Linked DNA regions of Mus musculus: regions 1 and 2 are each linked to region 3. Evidence: chromatin contacts called from public Hi-C data. All regions are on one chromosome and are shown on one strand. The core of a region is the stretch at or near the end of the contact, and the rest is flanking DNA. Distances in the headings are between cores, read along the strand shown. Region 1 has its middle 130 kb from the start of Msc. Region 2 has its middle 190 kb from the start of Msc. Region 3 overlaps Eya1 (EYA transcriptional coactivator and phosphatase 1).

What was found. A called contact is a pair of places that touch in the nucleus more often than the background predicts.
Region 1: a contact with region 3 is called in a Hi-C map of the N1E-115 cell line, with 3 times the contacts expected there. The contact joins two enhancer-like sites. A contact is called at or near these places in 8 of 39 promoter capture datasets (the 3T3-L1 cell line, 3T3-L1-derived adipocytes, cranial neural crest and 4 more), 1 of 484 Hi-C or Micro-C datasets (the N1E-115 cell line) and 1 of 9 other capture datasets (embryonic stem cells).
Region 2: a contact with region 3 is called in a Hi-C map of the N1E-115 cell line, with 2.6 times the contacts expected there. The contact joins two enhancer-like sites. A contact is called at or near these places in 8 of 39 promoter capture datasets (the 3T3-L1 cell line, 3T3-L1-derived adipocytes, the C10 cell line and 5 more), 1 of 15 datasets of contacts at CTCF or cohesin (large pre-B cells) and 5 of 484 Hi-C or Micro-C datasets (the 3T3-L1 cell line, the C10 cell line, the N1E-115 cell line and 2 more).

The regions. Positions count from the first base shown.
Region 1 is chr1:14,625,585-14,628,689 of GRCm38.p6, reverse strand. No RefSeq gene overlaps it. Among named protein-coding and RNA genes, the nearest start is that of Msc, 130 kb to the left of the region's middle. Within about 2 kb of position 1,434, at least 7 of the 459 cell types and tissues checked have an H3K27ac peak or open chromatin away from gene starts, as enhancers often do. A contact at or near this core is called in the N1E-115 cell line, where this site is marked.
Region 2 is chr1:14,569,419-14,572,500 of GRCm38.p6, reverse strand. No RefSeq gene overlaps it. Among named protein-coding and RNA genes, the nearest start is that of Msc, 190 kb to the left of the region's middle. Within about 2 kb of position 1,595, at least 16 of the 459 cell types and tissues checked have an H3K27ac peak or open chromatin away from gene starts, as enhancers often do. A contact at or near this core is called in the N1E-115 cell line, where this site is marked.
Region 3 is chr1:14,180,007-14,183,100 of GRCm38.p6, reverse strand. All of the region lies in intron 16 of Eya1 (EYA transcriptional coactivator and phosphatase 1), which reads left to right. Among named protein-coding and RNA genes, the nearest start is that of Eya1, 130 kb to the left of the region's middle. Within about 2 kb of position 1,335, at least 54 of the 459 cell types and tissues checked have an H3K27ac peak or open chromatin away from gene starts, as enhancers often do. A contact at or near this core is called in the N1E-115 cell line, where this site is marked.

The sequences.
Region 1 (3,105 bases), core at 185-2,684, 450 kb before region 3:
ATTAGTCAGTGGACATTTTTATTGTTTCTATGTATATTGCTGCTGTGAGCATTCTCCTATCTAGCTCTAGATGCATTGGTACACATACTGCTGTGGTATAAATTCCATGCATGTCTAAGCAGGGTCAGAGAATAAAAAAATTAATCTTTCATATGAAAAAGCTGCTGATGAATTGCAACAGAATTACTTTGGGTCTCATCGACGAATCTATAATAGGAGGTTGAGATGCAGAAGGCTGTGTAACATTTTCCAAGAATACCCAATCCCCAGGTTCAAACCCCAGAACCACACACACACACACAATATATATATATATATATATATATATATATATATATATATATATATATATATATATATATATATATTTGATGAAGTGCTCAGCTCTGAATGGGATGTCTATATCTCTCTCTTTCCCCAGAGCTCAGGGACAGGAGTGCATGGAAAGAGTGTAAAGCCAGAGCCAAAAGTAAGGGACATCTGCAGGAAAACTGTTTGTGAGACACAGTAACACCATTGTACAAGGGAATGGACAGTGGCTGTGAGGGCGTAAATAAGATCCGCACAAGAACAAGCCAGCCACAACCCTGGCACAGATTGGGGATGGACTCACAAAGGCGCACCCCATCTGCACAGCTATTAGCAATTGAGGGTTACTGATGATCTGAAAGTCAGTTCTCTTCAGGAATGCTTCATGTGAAAGGCTCCAGTAGATGTTCCTCCATCCACACACATACAGGCATCAATAGGTGTACCTGATGGGAAAAACAAAAACAAAGAAACAAAACAAAGGAAAAAACAGAAGACAGCACGGGAAGCTGGGAAAAAAGGTGGTAGGGGCTTGAGAAGGAGGTGCAGGGGAGGAAGTGGAGGTGGATTAGATCAGAACAGATATGCTTGTATGAAATTCTCTAACAATAAAAAGAAAAATCTATAGTGTATCTCTGTGTGGTTGTCTTCTCTTCCTTTCTGTTCATAATTTTGTACTTTGCTTGTATCAGAAAAACAGTTAGAATTCATCAAATCAATTTTCCAATGGGGAAAAAAAAAATCAGAAACAGAGTCCACAAAGGCTTTCCACTTTTAAATAAAATAATAACTCAGTTTTCTCTGAAAAGAATTAGTACTCCAAAGAAGTGTGCAAAAAGTGCTGTTTTAATTACAGGAGATGGGGAATGAGCTACTGCCTGCTTGTTGCTGTGGGCAGGAAACTCTCTCAAGCGCTCCTTGACACCACCGGTCAGAGAAAAGCACTAAAACATCTTTGAACTTGAATTTCAAGTGCCTTGAAATACTATAATCTTAATTAGCTATGACACATAAATTACTTCATTTTACGCCCACGACTGTTGGCATTCAGAGTTCCAAGTCAGAGTTTCTGAATTCTCAGATTAACATGTGTGCCAGGAAGGGCCATTATTGTCCTGGGGAGGAAATCTCTTTCGCCTCCCGGGAAAAGGCACAGAACAGAAAGACAGAAAATGATGCTTTGTACTTGGTAGATCCTATGGAATCTATCAGGAAAATTGCCAAGCTATTGTCTTACATGGTAACAAATAATTAGTCAATTTCAAGAAATAATACTAAGGCTTCTTAACTGGAATGCCTACAGCTCTCTTGGGAGATTTGCAAGCTATCCATGGATGTATTTTAATTCTGTTTTTACTTATTCTGATGACTATCTTAAAAGCTAACATAGTTGGGCTTATGTGGAGGGCCAAGGCACTGAGTATTCGTCCCAGGGTGCATGCGCACATCTGCCTTCTGGAACACAGCAGCAGCACCTGCTACATTATAGCTGAACTGGCTGAGGGAAGCTTGAGGACAATGGCCTGCGTTGATGACATGCAGATTCAAAGTTAATTCAGATCGATTCTGAATAATGAAAGGCTTGAAGTATCACATAACACTCAGTAATTAAGGCATGCTGAAGTCAAAAGATGTCAAAAGAATATGCACTACAGTCCCCAGTTCCATTTTCAACAAAATGACAGTAATTAATATTATCAATTTGAATTTTACTGGCTTTGTATTTAATTTATAAATACATTTTCTGTTTGTGTAAATGCCATAGAGATACTTACTTTTATTTTGCCCTTATTTGTTTTTCTACTTGGAGAGTATGAAGATCAGCATGGATTAAAAACGTTCAAAATAGAAAGAAAATATCAGAAATGCGAAAGGGCCTAAGAAAAAAATGTTATACTCAAACACATATAATTACTCATCATATCAAGTCAAAGAAGACAAATTTTCATATGGCATGTATTCATTGCCCATACCAAACCCTATTTAATACAAAAATTAAAGTAGCAACATGAAATATATTGTGCAGTTCATTAGAACTATAATCTTTCTTTTTAATGTGCACGTGTGCACATGTGATGTATACACATGTGGGCATGTGCACATACATACAGAGTTTGGCCATCCAAGCTGATGTTTTCATCTACAGCTCTCTTCTTGATTTAAAATAGAAGTGCTTATTTTATTTGTGTGCAGTTTGCATGTGGGGGTGGGAGGGCAACATATTACACTGCATTTATAGATGTCAGAGGGCAACTTTTGGGAGTCAGTCAGTTCTCTTCTTTCAATATTTGTGCCCTCAGGCTTGGAGGCAAACACCTTTACCCACTGGGCCATCTCCCCAGCCTCAGAGCTTTTCTTCTTTAAAATATATTTTAGAATGCGTCCAGTGGTACGTCTCAGGAATCTCAGAATTTGAGAGGATGAGTCATAAGAACCAAAGAAAGTGCCAAGCCAGCCTGGGCTACAGAACAAGATCCTGTCTGGAAAAATCAGATTACTCATTAGAACAAATAAGATGCATCTTAGCATTTCTCTCTCTAGAAGGTCAGCAATGAGAATATCATTTATGCACATCAAATGAGAAAATCCTTTACTAAGAGCTCTTCCTGAGTCATTTGGTAACCTCAATGATAGTAAGGCCCTATTGTTGACACCACTACTTACATGTCTTATTGAGCATAGAGACCTCTAGTTGGTCCTAACTAGAGCCGTCACTCTATTAGTATAGTCATACTGGGATGCAAGGTGTCATGTACACTACCAGCAGATAAAGGTAGCCCTCAACCCAGCTACAAA
Region 2 (3,082 bases), core at 346-2,845, 390 kb before region 3:
TCCCTCTACAATCTTATATTCCCACAAGTATTGTATGAAAGTTACAGTTTTCTTGCATCGTTTTTAGCACATGTTACTGTTTGTATATCATTGCCATGGGAACTGGAAACTCATTAAGGCTTAGGTTTAGCATGTTGTTCTATGTCTATTGGATATCATATATCTTAATGCATACATAGCTATTCAAATATTTTGTCTAATTTTTAATTGGATTGATTGCCTTCACCAATGAGTTATGAGAAGTTTCCTATATTCTGAACAGAAATCACCAGACACTTATGTCATGGATATTTTTCTACACCATCGAGACTGTAACCTACAGGGAGCAACGTTCTCAAGTCCTCAATGAGGACAAGGACATTGGTATCATTCTTCAATCTCTGCTGGTCCAGAGCACATAGTGAACAATGCCGTTTATAAAGGTCAAATTCAGGCATTCTTCAAACACAGGAGCCTCAGTCTCCAGTCATCTAGCTAGGAATTACTGTTATACCAGGGAAGTTGAGCTCAGAGAAGAGAACTTGACACAAACTGCATTTTATTTTCCAGAAGGGGGGAAAAATGTGAAAAGCAAGTCCGTAGAGTAGCTTTGGGTACCAAACATTTCCACTCTGGTTTCAGTCACCTGATTAAAAAAACAAAAACTAATGTGAAATTTATAGCTGCAATTTTAAAAAGAGCATGTTTGCAAGATTTTTAATCTCCTCAGTTTTCACTCAACAAAAACCCTTACAGGTTTACTACTGTGATTGGATTTGGAAGGGGCTTATTCAAGTTTCTATTGCGTTCAATGATAGGGTTTGGGGTATTTTTAATGTACAGTAAACTCACAGAGTGATCAGTTTGGAGTCCAGCACAATTTTAAAACCACACAACCACACACTCACGACAAAACAGGGAGAGATTTGAAATTTACAAAATCCAAATTGTGTTTAGGTTAAAACCAGAAATATTGCAAATATGTTACCATCATCAAGAGTTTGAGTTCTGTATGTGTGGGCCTGCCTTCTTTCAGTAATGATTTGAGAAGGGGGGGGGGGGACGACCAGAAGCTACAAAATAAGATCATACAGAGGCAAAAGAATCTGAAATTTAAGATTGCCATCCAGCTTCCAGGCCGCCCTTCTGGTTATTGTCCTGGGGCTCTGCCTTCTCCTCTTCTTTACCAGAGTGTATCACCTCCCTGCCCTGAAAATGAAATTAGCAAGCTCAACCCCCTTGTGGAATCTAAATATGGATGGGAGGGAGACCATGCCACGATGGATGTCTGCATAAGAGAGTTGATGTCCACTTTTTATCTTGATATATATTGATCTGGAGTTTGGTCAGTTTTTATTTGAAATGAATAGTTCTGTAGCTCTGTGCAGATGTTTATTATTTTAATAAATGATGTCTTCTAAACACTTTCCAAGTCTGGCAGTTCCTAAACTATTGGCTGACATTTTTATCTATAATATATGGTAAAAAGTAAACGTGGGCTGAGATCCTGGTGATGATTCAAAGTTGCGTCTCTTATTTTCGACAGGACTTGGATGTGAATCCCTGTATTGGCTGCCATTTGGTTTTTCTCTTGGAAGAGCACGATGTGCATTTCCCAGTCTGACCACTTGAGGGGATCAGACTTTAGAGATGGCAGCTAATTTAGGTCTTTATGTCAAAAGGTAGAACAAATATTTATTTGTTACTGAATGTCTCTTCTGACAAGTAGTCAGGAAGCGGGTCACGAAACCTGAGTTCTGAGATAAATGACTCTTTATGTCCTCCTGTCTAGGTGGAAATGGGCACGTGCTGATGAATGCAGGCCTGGGAGGTACTAGGCCAGGCCCAGCACACAATTTATGGTCAGCACTCTTGGACTTCAGAATGATTAATACCATCAATTCTCACTGGAATAAAAGCTGCTTTAGCCCAAGAGAGGACTGTATATTACTGTTTATAGAAGCAGATAACATCAAAGTAGCCCTAGGTTTGTGTTAAACAAATATAAAATTCTGGGTCAGCGAAAATTAATCCTAAAGGAGTAAGAGAAAGTTCCTAATGACTGTGAGATCCACACATTATCATTTTCATTCAAGTGGTAGAAAATGGCAAAGCTATTAAAGAGATTTGCAAATGGCCCCTTTACTGCATAGAGCTAACAGCTGCAGAGCAGCCTATTCTCCATTGGAGAGCTCTGCTATCAGGACATGTGCAGTCTGTTAATGAAGTGTACGAGTCTATGCAGTTCCAGATTATGTTCAGGGGCATCTGAACCATTTTACTATTGGGTTTCACAACAAAACACAGTAAATCACATTATATTTTATACATTCTTACACTCTACGCAGCTGTAAGCATGGATGAATTAAACACTGCCCTCCTGTCCATGCTACACAAAACAGATGTTACTTCAGCAGCACATCAGAAAGAGATTTTTCTCCTCCATTGTTGCTTTTCAGTGACTAACTACATATCCCTTGTTTTAGGAAAACTGGGCCGTTTTAAGCAAAAGAAAACTGTAGGTATCAATTATACTTTGATGTTTTTACTACAAATTTTTAAGAATACCTTGGGATATTTTTAGTACAGTTCAAAAATTATTGTTAAATTTCTCAGCAAATATGTTTCTATTTCTCTTCCTATACCATTGTTTTTTTGCTTTAATATGCTTTTACTCAAAAATTTGACTTCATTACCAAATTTGAATTTGTCATAAATTCGTCATTCTTTCCAAGTGAATTACAAAGTATCTACTCATTTCAAATAAGCTTGAGTTAATTTAACTTCATTAAAATCAAGTGTAATGTGGTAGCTCATTGGATAAAGGTGCTGGCTGGCCACCAAGCTTGATGGTTTGTTTCAGAATCCACTGCTAGAAGAAGAGACCCAACTCCCACCAGTTCTCCTTTGACCTGCACACAAATATCATGGCATGTGTGGACACATCCACACTCACACACATATACACACATACACATATACAACACACACAGCACACTAAACCAGATTTGTTAGATAAATAGTAAACAGGTTTGTGTATTTGTTAGATATTTATTAACAATATAATATCAAATATTATTGAATATTCCATTAAAGACATTCT
Region 3 (3,094 bases), core at 86-2,585:
GACACTGAATGAAGCTTATCTTCAGAATCCTTGTTCATCAGAAAAAGGGAAGGGTAATGGGGAATATCAAATATAACCCACACAGCTGAATGATAAAACTTTGCTGGAGAAGGTAAAGGCTGGGCATTCAACGTACAAATGATTTAACATCAGTTCTGAGCAATTGGATTTAGTCTTTTAGATAACTTTGAACACAAGTGTCTTTGTCAGGGTTTCTCTTCCTGCACAAACATCATGACCAAGAAGCAAGGTGGGGAGGGAAGGGTTTATTCAGCTTACACTTCCATACTGCTGTTCATCACCAAGGAAGTCAGGACTGGAACTCATGCAGGTCAGAAAGCAGAAGCTGATGCAGAAGCCATAGAGGGATGTTCTTACTGGCTTGCTTTCCCTGACTTGCTCAGCCTGCTCTCTTATAGAACTAAGACTACCAGCCCAGAGATGGTCCCACCCACAAGGGGCCTTTCCCCCTTGATCACTAATTGGGAAAATGCCTTACAGTTGGATCTCATGGAGGCATTTCCTCAACTGAAGCTCCTTTCTCTGTGATAACCCCAGCTGTGTCAAGTTGACACAAAACTAGCCAGTACAACAAGCATTTTGTAAGTTAAAGCAAAAGTTAATACAAACCCATACAAAGTGGAAATAAATGCTTCGGGGTAGTTTTCTCTATTTTACTGGAAGTGGGGTTTTGTTGGTTTTGGCTCAATATGTATAAAAAATTGATTTTTCGTTTTAATTCTGGAAAGATAGAAAAAAGAAGCTTCCCACCAGAGAATACACACTTGGGAGGGGCGTCTGATGTGTAGTTAGAATATAATAAACTAAGGAGAAAAAGGATGAGAAGTCCTGACTTGTTCTCAAGAGGAGGAAAGAACTACCCATGATCCATTATGACAACAATATGCAAATAAGCCTCCAGCAGGCAGGCACTGGATGTGGAAAACTGTACTAGCCAATTTGCATATTCATCTTTACATTTTACAAATGAGGAAACATAAGCACCCAGGCTTAAGTTGTTTGGGTAAATGGCTGAGAGCCAAGCCTAGGGTCACTCTAATCTGCACTCCTCTCTACAAGGAGACATCCTGCTAAGTGCCTGGCTGTGTGCAGGGCTCTAGAAGCTGTTGCTTCTGGCCAGGAGGAAACAGAGGTCAGTGTGGACCAGGTAGAGAAGAACAAATAAGAATGCTTACGGAGCAGATATGCTAATGAGGTCCCTGAGTGGCTCTCCTGAGGTGCTCATGAAATGCTGGCTGTGAGCAGCCCTGAGCACGCAGCCCTGAGCACGCAGCCCTGAGCACGCAGCCCTGAGCACACATTAGTGCCCTGGGTATTCACTGTGAGACAGAAAAAGGATGGGCATCCTCAGAGTACAAAGGAGGCTGATGCTGGCTGCTGACTCCATGGAAACACAAAAGAGCAAAAGCAGCTCCCTCAGCTCTGACTTCCAGCTTCCTGTCGCCTTCAAAGCTTTTGCTCAGTGGTCACTAAACAATTATTTGTTTATAATGTGAATTTTCTACCAGATTAAGACATTCCTGGGGCCCTTTGTTTCTTTTTCCCCACAATGACTACAGTGTGCGGCGTTCCTTATACACTTAGACAATGTGTATGTACTCAGAAAATGGGTTTGGATGAAATGGATAAACATCTGTGCATTGGAAGAGGCTGGGGAGGCCATAGAGTTTCTTATAGGCAGCTGGGTCAACACTGCCATGTTAACCAGGAAAACAAGGTTACCGTGACAGGAATGCATGGAGCCTGGGCAGCTGAGCCTACTACCATTTTTAAAAAATCTGCCGATTCCATGTCTAAGAACAACTCATGCTTCTTAAACTAAAACTTTTTTTAATGAAAAATAATAAAAACAAGCTCCTTTTTAAAATAATCTTATGTTCTGTTCTGTTTTTGTAAGCAATGTAGGGATTGAAAGACCTGTGACTATTGCTGACTGTCACCAAGTGAAATCATTGTGGGGGTCACTATCGACAGGCTGACAACTTCAGCTTTTCAATACTTAGTGCAAAAAAAAATCTATATAACCCAAAGTTTGCAATGAAACCTGTAGATGACAGTATACAAGCCAGACTTTTTATTTTTTCCACCAAAACTTCACCCTTAAATAACCACTAAGGAGTTGTGAGATTAGCTCAGGCCTAACCTGTGAAAAGCCCTGGGCCTGATCCCTAACACTATAGTAAAAAAATTAAAAACAAAACAAAGAAAAACCTGTTCACATTTATATAGCAATTTAATATTCCTTTCTATACAAGTCAGAAGTAATTCAGCTTTGCAGAACATGAAAGCATTTTCCCATTCAGAGGAAAAAGTCTGTTTCTTAAAGTGATTTAAAAATTTCACAGTTTAGTGGGCAACTAAAGCATTGAAAGGAGTCTTTGACCAAGGCTGGCCATATTACATTCTGTCAGATGCAAATGAAAGATTTTAGTGCAAAATACAAATATAAAGCAGACATTTGTTTAAGCAAACAAGCAATTTGTTCATGGATATATCTGATCCTCATTTGAAAGAGGTGCAGGCCCTGCTCAGCCATTCATGTTTGAGAACTATCAACTGTCCCTTTGTCCATTCAAATGACCTTATTGGCAACCGAGACCCAGACACCGATCTCCTCTGTGAGAAGAAACAATGCCAGCATTAGCTACAGAGATGTGCTGACAGCCAAGCCCAGAGGAAGGCCTGACATTGGAAAGATAATAGACAGATAACGGTGTTCTGTTGCCTGGATCCTGCTTTCCTCTAGGAAAGCGCTTGGTTGGGTGTAAGATGGCTGGGTGAGGTGGCCACAATCTTGTTGTACTACCCATAAGCATGCTATCCGACAGTTGTTTAAGAGGATAATGTATAGCATATTTTTAAGCAAAGACATTAGGCTTTGTATGTCTTTCTCTTGACCAGCAAGGGTTCAATTACTAAGTTTGGTTATTTTTGTTTTTAAGTCACTCGCACTGATCCTGTATGATTCGGCTTAATATAACAAGTTTATAAGCTAAAATAGACTGCTAGAATTATATGCCTTTTAGTCTCGGCTTGTAGGGAAAGAATTCTTATTATAATTCAGTACACTAGT